Linked DNA regions of Mus musculus: region 1 is linked to region 2. The links are chromatin contacts, called in public promoter capture Hi-C maps. All regions are on one chromosome and are shown on one strand. Each heading gives the region's core, a stretch centred on a gene start, on an enhancer-like site or on the middle of the called end of the contact. The rest is flanking DNA. Distances are from core to core; before and after follow the strand shown.

Region 1 (4,709 bases), core at 1,355-3,854, 550 kb after region 2:
CTAGACAGGCAATCCCCCACAAGTCCAGCCAAGCAGGATGTAGTGGGCAAGATCTCTACAGAGATGCCGTCAGCAGGTGCCAGGAATCTATTTACTCTGGCCCTCTAGCCTTGAAATCCACTACTCTTCCTCCTTTAGTGGTTCCTCATTCCTCAATGCCAACTCATGCCCCCTTCTAGAGCCCAATAACCTGAGGCTAGCACCCAGGGCGGGGGACTCACTCTCTGTTTGACTGAGCTGGTCCTGAATACGGATAGTGGGGTAGGGGCTGCAGGCTCCACTTAGCTGCTGCTGGACCAAGGCAGGGGTCAGTTGGGCCCAGGCCTGAGGGCTCACCCCAGCCTCTTCAGATAGCCCATACACAGCCATTATATCTTTGGCACTCAGGCACAGCTGGAGGCAAAGAGAACAGGACAGGAGTCAGGTGTCTGAACAGACCCATGGAAGGTTGTCTTCTTTCTCCAGAATGGCATGAGTGGCGTACCGTGTCCCATACACTAGAGTTGCTGTTGTGGGGAGTATGGAGCTCAGAGTCTTGGTGGCTGGCTTTCCTGTCCGGATGACTGTGGTCAGCATGATCACCGTGGTCATCATGGTCACTGTGGTCCTCTCCACCCACCCCAAGGTGATGCATCAAATTCTCCAGTTCTAGCAAGAAAAAACAAAAAGCAAAAAACAAAAAAACAAAAACAAAAACAGTGCAGTCAGTGCGCTCAGCTCCAGCCTTGTCCCCCCATTCCCCAAGAGTAGCGGCTGACGATCGTAGCCTAGGCCTCACCATGCAGCGTGATATTGGGAGGGTCACTACTGTGTAGCCTGAACACAAAGTCCACAAAGTACTGAGGGCTAGGCAGGCCTTGGAAGCAGGACCCATTAATGACATGATCCAGCAAGGCAGTCAAGACCAGGCCGGCGCTTTTGGAAACCCCTGCTGCCTCAGCCTCCTCCAGCAGTTGGGGAAGATCTACACAGGTCTGTAAAAGAGATTGTCTTCAACTCTGCCCTCAGTATTGGCTTCAGGAGTCCACCTCACTGCCTGGGTCTCCCATCAACTCCCAACCTCCTCAAGTTCATTCTCTCTCTCTCTCTCTCTCTCTCTCTCTCTCTCTCTCTCTCTCTCTCTCTTTCTTTCTTTCTTTCGAGACAGGGTTTCTCTGTATAGCCCTGGCTGTCCTGAACTCACTTTGTAGACCAGGCTGGCCTTGAACTCAGAAATCCATCTGCCTCTGCCTCCCCAGTGCTGGGATTAAAGGCGTGTTCCACCACTGCCCGGCTCCAACCTCCTCAAGTTACTTCCCAGATTTCACAGAAGACATCAGCCTATGTCCCTAAACCAGCTACCTATACCATAAACCTAGGCTGCCCCAGCTAGTCACACCCTTCACTGTGGCCTATGACCTTGGCCCCAGAGCTCTCCTGACTGTCATTTCCCCCAAAGGGTTCCCCCAGACTCCCGCAGACCCCGTTCTACCAACTGTGCACAAGACTGATTCCCACCTAAGTACCTCCAATGAGGCTGCACGTGGGACATCTCCCTTGTTGGGGCAGCCTCCCTTCCATGGCACTAAGGTCCTTGTCATTATCCCCCAAAAGCTGTCTGGGCCCTCACCTTCTCCCCGGTGGGTTGGCTGGCAGCATGGGCCTCAATCTTCTGCAGTAGCTGGCTCAGACCCAGGGTCATGGCCTCTGGACTCTCCAGTGTGGCCAGGTAATCGTCCACATGGGAGGCCAAGAGGCCAGCTTGGATGTCCTTGCATGTTTTCTCTGGGTTGTTAAGGTAGAGGGCAGCAGCAGCACTAAGGTAAATAATGTGTCTGGACTCCAGGACTGATTCTGGGGCAGGCTGTGGCTTGTCAGGTTTGCCTAGAGCCAAGACATTCTCCACAGACAGACACTGTGGGCAAACAGACAGGATCTGAGCTAGACTAAGCCTACCAGGCATAGCCTACAGGCATGGATTCTATCAGCTATCTTATGTCATGTTCTGCCCCTTGTAGTTAGCTTGACTAGGAGCCTACACAAAGGGGTCCCCAGCAATTACTCCCCCATCCTGAAGGTGAGAGTGGTCACTGTGAGTCACCACAAATTTGATAGCCTGGGGGAATGGAGCTGTGTGTCCCAGGATGGAGGCCCAGGCCTGTATAAGCCCCCCAGAAACGGAAGGGAGGCTCCAGCCTGCCAGCAGGTGCAGACACCAGCCTCCAGACCCGCCTCCTGGAGTTTGCCCAGATCTCTTTAGTGCCTGCCACAGGGTGGAGCGGGCAGGAAGGGGCCGGGGCTGGGGGACCCATCGGGTGGGGGTGTTACCTTTTCACACGGCCCGTCGGTGCAGTGCACACGGGCCACCAGCGTATTTAACAGGCCGTCCAGTTCCAGGCGATCCAGAGCACCCTGGCCCAAGGCGAGCAGGCTGAGCAGGTTCCTGGGCCGGGCCACTGCCACTGTGCCCACCAGCAGAGCCAACACAAGTCCCTGTGTGACCGACTTTGGGAGCATCACGCCTCAGGCCCCCAAAAGCGTTCCTTGTAGAGGTGCTGACTTCTGGGCTAGCTGGAGACAGCTGGGACTGTCCGGGGCCAGACTGGAGCTGGGTTCAACTTGCCTTGGCCCTAGCTCCAAGACCTCTCCCAGATATTTCCTACAGGGCTCTGTGATTGGCTGCTGGGTTAGCCATTCCAGTGGCAGATCCTCCCCGAAAGCCTGGGGAGAAAGAGCTGGTGCCTCCTGGGGCTGGAGCTAAAGGTGGGTCCCTGTCCTTAGGTGGGCGGCTTGAACCTGTCACACCCTGAACTGCCAGTCAGGGCTTCCTCTGTTCCCTGAAGAGCCCAGATCACCCTCGCCTGTTACCTTGCCACTGGACCAGAAGCTAGGGGGATTAAAGGTTTGAGCGCGTAGATGTTATCAAGTCAAACATGGGCGTTCTATTTGACATTTTCAGGAGAGCTCTTAGGCTTCCCTCCACCCTTCACCAGCTGCCTCTCAGCCCAAGCAGCTTAGACAAATTCCAAATCTTGTAGCCTGGGTGAGGGTGGGGGTGCTGCTCTTGGCTCCTGAGCTAAGGCCGCTGGGTCCAATATGGGCTACAATGGGAGATTTCTGCAGGGTACTTGCTGCGTCATGCTCCCCCACCCCCAGCCCTCGGGGAAAATCCCCAGGAAATGGCTAAAGCCCCAACCTAGACAAACAGGAAACAAAGATGTGACTTTGGTCCTAGCCAACTTTTGGGGCTTGGAAGAGTTCGAGTTGAGCAGTAGGAGTTTGAGGCCCTGTTGTGAGCGCTAAAGCCTGAGCATAAGAAGAAGGAGGTAGGGCTGGGGCCCCCAGCTGTGCCCCTCCCCCATTGAGCCTTCCAGCCTTTGACCCCTGAGCCTTATCTCTATCCAGGTGGCAGGCTGAAGGAGGGGTTGGAATCTCCAGGAACTGACAATTCCCGGGTCACAAGGCATTTTGGCCTTCTGGAAGAGGGCTTTGGGTAGCCCCAGAGGCACTGTGGCCTTCTTCCACTCAAGTTCACACCAGTCCTGACCCTAGCCCTCTGGGGTGTGGCTGAGTATGAACCTAATGCCTAACGAACTCTGTCCCCTAGTATTCTGGAGGGTAGGGCAGGGTGGAGAAAGAATCTAGCTGAGTATCCTTGAGCTCACGGGTCAACTGCTTCAGACCTGTTCCGAACATACACATGTCAATGTTTCTTATGGCTAGCATCCTTGCAATGCAGCATCCTTGCTGGTCCTATGGAAGAACTATGACTGGGAACTGGGAGAGCCAACCTGAGAGCATTCCCTACATGGAGCTCTGAAGATGCCATATACCCAAACTGCCTTTCTTATTTCTTTTCATTGCTGGGCAGCTGAGAGCTAAGACTAGGTTGATTTTCTTTCCCTGTATCCCCTAGGGAGAAGTCTTTGTGTAGGCCTGGCTGTTCTGGCTTCCCTAGATCTCTCCCTCAAAGGAGGGACCTGCCTGAGCTCGGAAAGGCAGAACAGCCAGCCCTCGTGCAGCTAACACTGCCTCTCCTGCTCATTCCCAGCCAGCTCACTGCATAGGTGAGTGTGTGTGTGTGTGTGTGTGTGTGTGTGTGTGTGTGTGTGGTGTGGTGTGTGTGTGTGTGTGTAAAGAAGCTTGCCAAGGATTCACGGTGGTAGAAGGAAAAAATGCAGCTCCAGAAAGCTGTTCTTTCACCTCTATTGTATGCCGCAACAATTGTTCCCTCGGGCCAAAAAAAAAAAAAAAAAAAAAAAGTCAAATGGTGAACTTCAGCACCCGGGAACTGGAGTTACTACTTGTGAAGGTTTCGCTTGGGTAGATGAAGGTGTGGAAAGGACAATACAATGGCTGAACTCAGTGCCACTGAAATGTGGTCCAAGTGGCAACTTCTGTGTGTTATCACAGTACAAAATTAAAATAGAGCAAAACAGTGCTCCCTGGTTAGTGATTCCCTAGGACTCCTGCAAGACTTAATTCAGTGGCTACAGATAATAAGAAAAGAAGTAGAATCCAGGTATCACGGTGAATACCCCTAATCCCAGCACTCCGGAGTCAGAGGCAGGCATATTTATCTCTTTGAGTTAGAGGTCAGCCTGGTCCCTATAAGCAAGTTTGGGGCTAGGCAGATCCTATCTTAGAAAACAAAAGTGAGGTTGGTTGGAGCAGGCCTGTTCTGGGCGTGGTGGCAAACACCTGTGACTCCATCACTGGAGAAGCAGAAT
Region 2 (4,783 bases), core at 402-2,901:
CAGATGTCACCCAGATAACATGCCCCAGGCAAGACATCAGCAGCTCCCAAATGGATAGCCCCTGCCCTCTGCCCTATGGGTCAGTCACTCTCAGTATCCTACCTACTATCCAAACTACCTCTTCTAAAGGAGTTTGGAGCTCTTCAGGAACCCCAACAATGAACAGCAAGAGCTTAACAAAGAGAGAACAACAATAAAAACACCAGAGAGCACTGGGGTGGGTTGTGGGTGGTGCACATCTTTAGTACCCACAGAGGCAGGTGGATCTCTGAGTTCTAGGACAGCCAGAATGAATTCCAGGATAACCAGGGTTACGAAGGGGAAACCCTGTCTCAAGAAACAGAACAAAAAAAAAAAAGCAATAACAACAACAGGCACCAGAGAGAAACACAAGTGCAAAATGTCCAAGATTCACACACGGATACCATAAAGGTCTATGAAGAACACCCGCAACGCCACCAGCCGGCAAGAATATCAGACCACTGAGTCCCCTATCTCAGAAAAGTAAGTCCTACATAACCTGCCTCCTTTGGCCTTCCTTCTAGTGTGGCCTCAGAACAACAACAACAAAAAAAACCCCAAACAAACCCGACAGGAAGGAACACAGACAGTGAAAGGTGGGCTCTCCGCTGAGCGATGACAGAATAGATCTGACACTGCAAGTATCTTAGGAGAGTCCCACTCAGCACTGCAAACCTCTCCTCCCAAAACGAAGGCAGAACACAGTGCAAGAAAACCAACTTCCTACCCTTAAAGTAGCCCAACTAGCTTTAACAGTTGCTAACCCGGGTCGGTCTCGCACCCTGGACCCATCCTCCTCCTGTGCTCTCATGGGCTTCTCTGTTGGCTCCCCTTTTAGGTTCAGTATCTACTTAGTCCCCAGACAGGTTGCCACCAGGTGCCAACACCGGCGGCTGGAGGAGGGTGGGGCTGGCTGGGGCGGGGCTCTGACCAGTAGGAACCTGCAGGGCCGGCTGGAGGTTGCGGTGCCCAGCTCGGGCAGCGCCTGCTGAGATCTCGCTCCAGCCGGCTGCCCCAGAAGTCATACACCACCCCGAGAACTGAGCGCGGGGCAGCAGGTGCGGCGGCCGCTCACCTTAGGTAGCTCGCGCAGCTGGTTGGCGTCGAGGAGCAGCTCCTCGAGGCTACGACTGTAGCGGTAAATCTCCTCTGGCACAACCTGCAGCGAGCAGTGCCGCTTATCCACCGACTCCACGTGCCGGTTACAACGCCAGAGCGGGATGCACTTCAGCATGATGCGGGCGGGCAGTGAGCGCGGGCTCGGGAGGCGCTCGGCGGGCTCGGGCCGGGGGGCGGGGCTCGGCCCGCATGAGCGCCGAGCGCGGGCGGAGCGGCGCGCGCGGGGGTGGGGCGGGCAGCCGGGTCCCGGACTGTGGCCGGGGTCGGCGCTCGGCTCGGCCCGCGTTCAATACGAGCTGTAGGCTCCGACGGCGGCACACAGCTGGCAGCACGGCCTGACCCGGCAGCGCTTTCTTAGGCGCTGGGGGCGCGGCGGCGGCTCCGCATCCCGCCCGGCCTGCTCACCTAGCAGCTCATCCGCCCGCAGCACCGCAGCCGGAACCGCCGCCGCTGCCCGCGACAACCGCCCAGCCGCGCAGCCCGCCGGGAAGCCTAGGCCCGCCCTCTCTGCTCAAAACTACAGCTCCCAAAGGGCCACGCGGCGTGGCGTCTCCGACGACCCGTAGCGGTCTCGCGCGGGGCATGTCGGGATTTCCGGCCTCGCTCTGGCGTAACCCATACTAGCAGGTGTAACAACTCAGATGCCCGCCCGCCCACAAAATGCTCTCTTGGTCCTGGATCCTACAGATCTCAGGGCCAGACAGCTCTCAGAGCTATCCACGTGAGCAAGGCTGCAAGCCAGCACTCCCCACAAAGGAAGATAAAGCAAGGCCTGTCCACCCCGGTCCCTCCTGTTCACCCCTGCACAGCAGGCTGAACGCCCTCCTTGTCCCTGGTGCCTTGGAACCCTGATAAGACATTCCACACACAACCAGCTTGGGTCACAGGACCAATTTCAGACACAGGGACTTCAGGGCCAGTGGTATCTGCATCTTTATGTACACTACAGGGTGGGTTGGGCAGAGTGCCTGGTCCCAGGGACACACCACGGTTAACACTTTACAAAACCCAAAGGAAGGAAGGGGCAAGTGCAAGTCCAGGAAATGAGGCCAAAGTCACGCGGAGAGGTCGCTGTTATCAAAACGCTCCTGGTCATACACTTCAGCCACCACCTTGCGACCACCAAACCAGCGCCCATTGAGGGCCTGGATGGCCTTGTGAGTCTCTGAGGCCATGGAGAATTCCACAAAAATCTTGACGATGATTTCTGCATCTTCCTCTTCGCCCTGTTTTTCTTGATAGATAATGACCCGGTTCACAGCACCAAATTTGCCACACTCCTCTGTCACCTCTCCCTCCAGGTCGTCATCGATGTCCTTGGGGTCCACCATGTTTCGGAGAACCATCACTGTAGACTGTAGGAAAGACAATTGACTGCTGTGACTGTGGGAAAGACACCTGAATGCTGCGACCTATCACCCACTACTTCACATTCATACCGCCGAGAGCGGGCCTGGCACGAGCCCACCTACTTACCTCCTGTTTTCTGAGTAGCTTTTGCATGACCATGTGGCGAGCACTGCTGCCCGAGATGCTCATGTGCTCCTGCTCACTCAACATCTCTGGCCGTTCTGACTCAGGAAACAGCTCCTCCTCTTCCTTCTCCTTCTTGGGCTCCAACAGACCCAACGTTGGCGGGCTGGCGAGAATGGGGTTCACTACTCCCACAGAGGGGATGGTGACCGGAATAGGAGGGCGGGCTGGTGTCACACCTGCAGCAAAACCAACCGAGTTTAATAGCCACACATACACTCTCCTGTTTGGGAAAGAGTAAAGAGATGGTTGGCGATAGCCAGCCTGTCCTGGATTCAAGGGATTACACCGAAGTAAGTATGGGTTGGGAAGCTGAAGACAGACCCTAGAGGAGAGGGGAAAGGAATGGAAGAGAACCTGATCAACTCAGACTCACCTGTGATGACTCCAGGGGCCTGGGCAGCCATGACAGCCTGGGGTAGGGCCCCTAAGGGCTGGGCCAGTGTCAGTGCTGGGGACACTAGTCCTGGTGTGGCTAAAGTACCCAGCACTGCTGCTCCAGCCACTGCTTCCTGCAACCAAAAGACAAGCAGAGTCAGTTTCTAGTCTGTTCTCACAGTCAGTTCTTTGTTCCCACCCAAACCATCTAAGAGCCAGTTCCCAAAGGCTGAGTGGGTCTGTCCACCCACTGTCCACACTCATCACTGCACCAGCTCTCACCTGAGCTGTAATCTTGGCCGTGGCTGCAGCTGCGGCCACAGCAGCAGCAGGCGGGAGACCTCCAGGCGTGGCAGGTGTTAGCAGGGGCATGGGGGGTGTGACGGCCTTGCCCACCCTCAAGTACTGGCCACCCAGATCAAAGAGGTTCATGGAGGACACAGCATCCTGGGACGACTGGGCCTTCTCATATTCTGCAGGGCAGGATGAGCAGTGAGAAAAGCCAGCCCCAGTAAGAGGCGGGCTCCCTCTTCTCCTTGGCCCTTCCCAAACTCACCGATAAAACCATAGCCCTTGTGCTTGCCAGTTGTGGGGTCCCGGGCCAGCGTACAAGACTTGATCTTGCCAAAGGCTTCAAATACACTCTTGATGTCATCATCAGACAGGTCTTGATGTACAGAGGCCACATATATTCGGTTGAAAGCCCTAGCTTCCTCAGCCAGCTGATCTATGATGGGTTGGGCTTGTCCAATGTTGCTGGGTCTTCCCACCTGAAGAAGGTCAAGAAGAAACATCAGCCTAGGCCTGTGGTGACTGCTTGTATGTATGTAACTTCACGGAACAATTATTCTAGGTCCAAGACCAAACTTTTTTTCTTTTTTTGGTTTTTCAAGACAGGGTTTCTCTGTCTAGCCCTGGCTGTCCTGGAACTCACTTGTAGACCAGGCTGGCCTCAAACTCAGAAATCCGCCTGCCTCTGCCTCCCAAGTGCTGAGATTAAAGGCGTGTGCCACCACTGCCCGGCTAAGACCAAACTTTCTTGTCCTTACCTTGATGTTCCTGCCCCCAAGCATCACAGAGTTCATCTGCTCCAAAGCGAGCTGCGCAGCTTCTGGGACCTCGTACTCCACGAAGGCAAAGCCCTGAATACAGGAAGGTGTTAGAAGGCAAGGAAAGCAGACAGAGGGCAAGCTAGAGCCCCAGGGTAGCTCTCATCTGCTTACCTTATGCTTCATGGTAACGGAGTCCCAGGACATATCAATGCTCTTGATGGGGCCAAAGGGAGCAAAGGCCTGGCGAATAGTGTCTTCTCCCAGCTCATAGTAGATGGAGCCCACATAGACCCGGCACATGATAGCCAGTGCCCGCTGCCGTTGAGCTGCCATCTGCAGCAGGACAGAAGGAGAGAGCCACTGGCTTGTCAGGAAAGTGGGAGACTCAGCAACCCTCTCCCATCCTGGCCCACCCGCCCAGCTCTGCCGTGGGAAGGACTCCCCACGCAGCAGTGAGGTGCAGGCTGGGCCCTTGCAGCCAGGGTTTAGGGGTCAGCAGGACCCCACCCCAAGGAAGGCCAGGCCCAACGGCAGGACATGGAAGTACCCAGCCCGCCCAGGTCCCAGACAGACTTTGGCAGCAGAGCTGACGGGTGGTCAGAAGGCAAGGCTGAATGACCTGTAATCCAGCCCACTTCTGTAGTCTGGAGGCCAGGTACCTGGGCTGGGCTGGGAGATCC

The links. Capture Hi-C pulls out chosen DNA fragments and counts their contacts.
Region 1: a promoter capture Hi-C map of adipose tissue shows a contact between it and region 2. The contact joins the promoter of Slc39a4 here to the promoter of Scrib in region 2. A contact is called at or near these places in 2 of 39 promoter capture datasets (erythroid cells and liver), 2 of 115 datasets of contacts at active chromatin or transcription factors (bone marrow-derived macrophages and pancreatic cancer cells) and 2 of 9 other capture datasets (adipose tissue and liver).

Annotation. Positions count from the first base shown.
Region 1 is chr15:76,614,266-76,618,974 of GRCm38.p6, forward strand. It overlaps Slc39a4 (solute carrier family 39 (zinc transporter), member 4), which reads right to left and starts at 2,605. Exons shown (of 12, transcript NM_028064.3): 1 at 2,308-2,605; 2 at 1,610-1,894; 3 at 779-974; 4 at 485-648; 5 at 222-393. The coding sequence starts at 2,496.
Region 2 is chr15:76,068,133-76,072,915 of GRCm38.p6, forward strand. It overlaps Scrib (scribbled planar cell polarity), which reads right to left and starts at 1,652. Exons shown (of 36, transcript NM_001310543.1): 1 at 1,097-1,652. The coding sequence starts at 1,255. Puf60 (poly-U binding splicing factor 60) reads right to left here. Exons shown (of 12, transcript NM_028364.2): 6 at 4,275-4,436; 7 at 4,101-4,193; 8 at 3,608-3,821; 9 at 3,334-3,524; 10 at 3,050-3,185; 11 at 2,617-2,852; 12 at 2,050-2,495. The coding sequence ends at 2,196.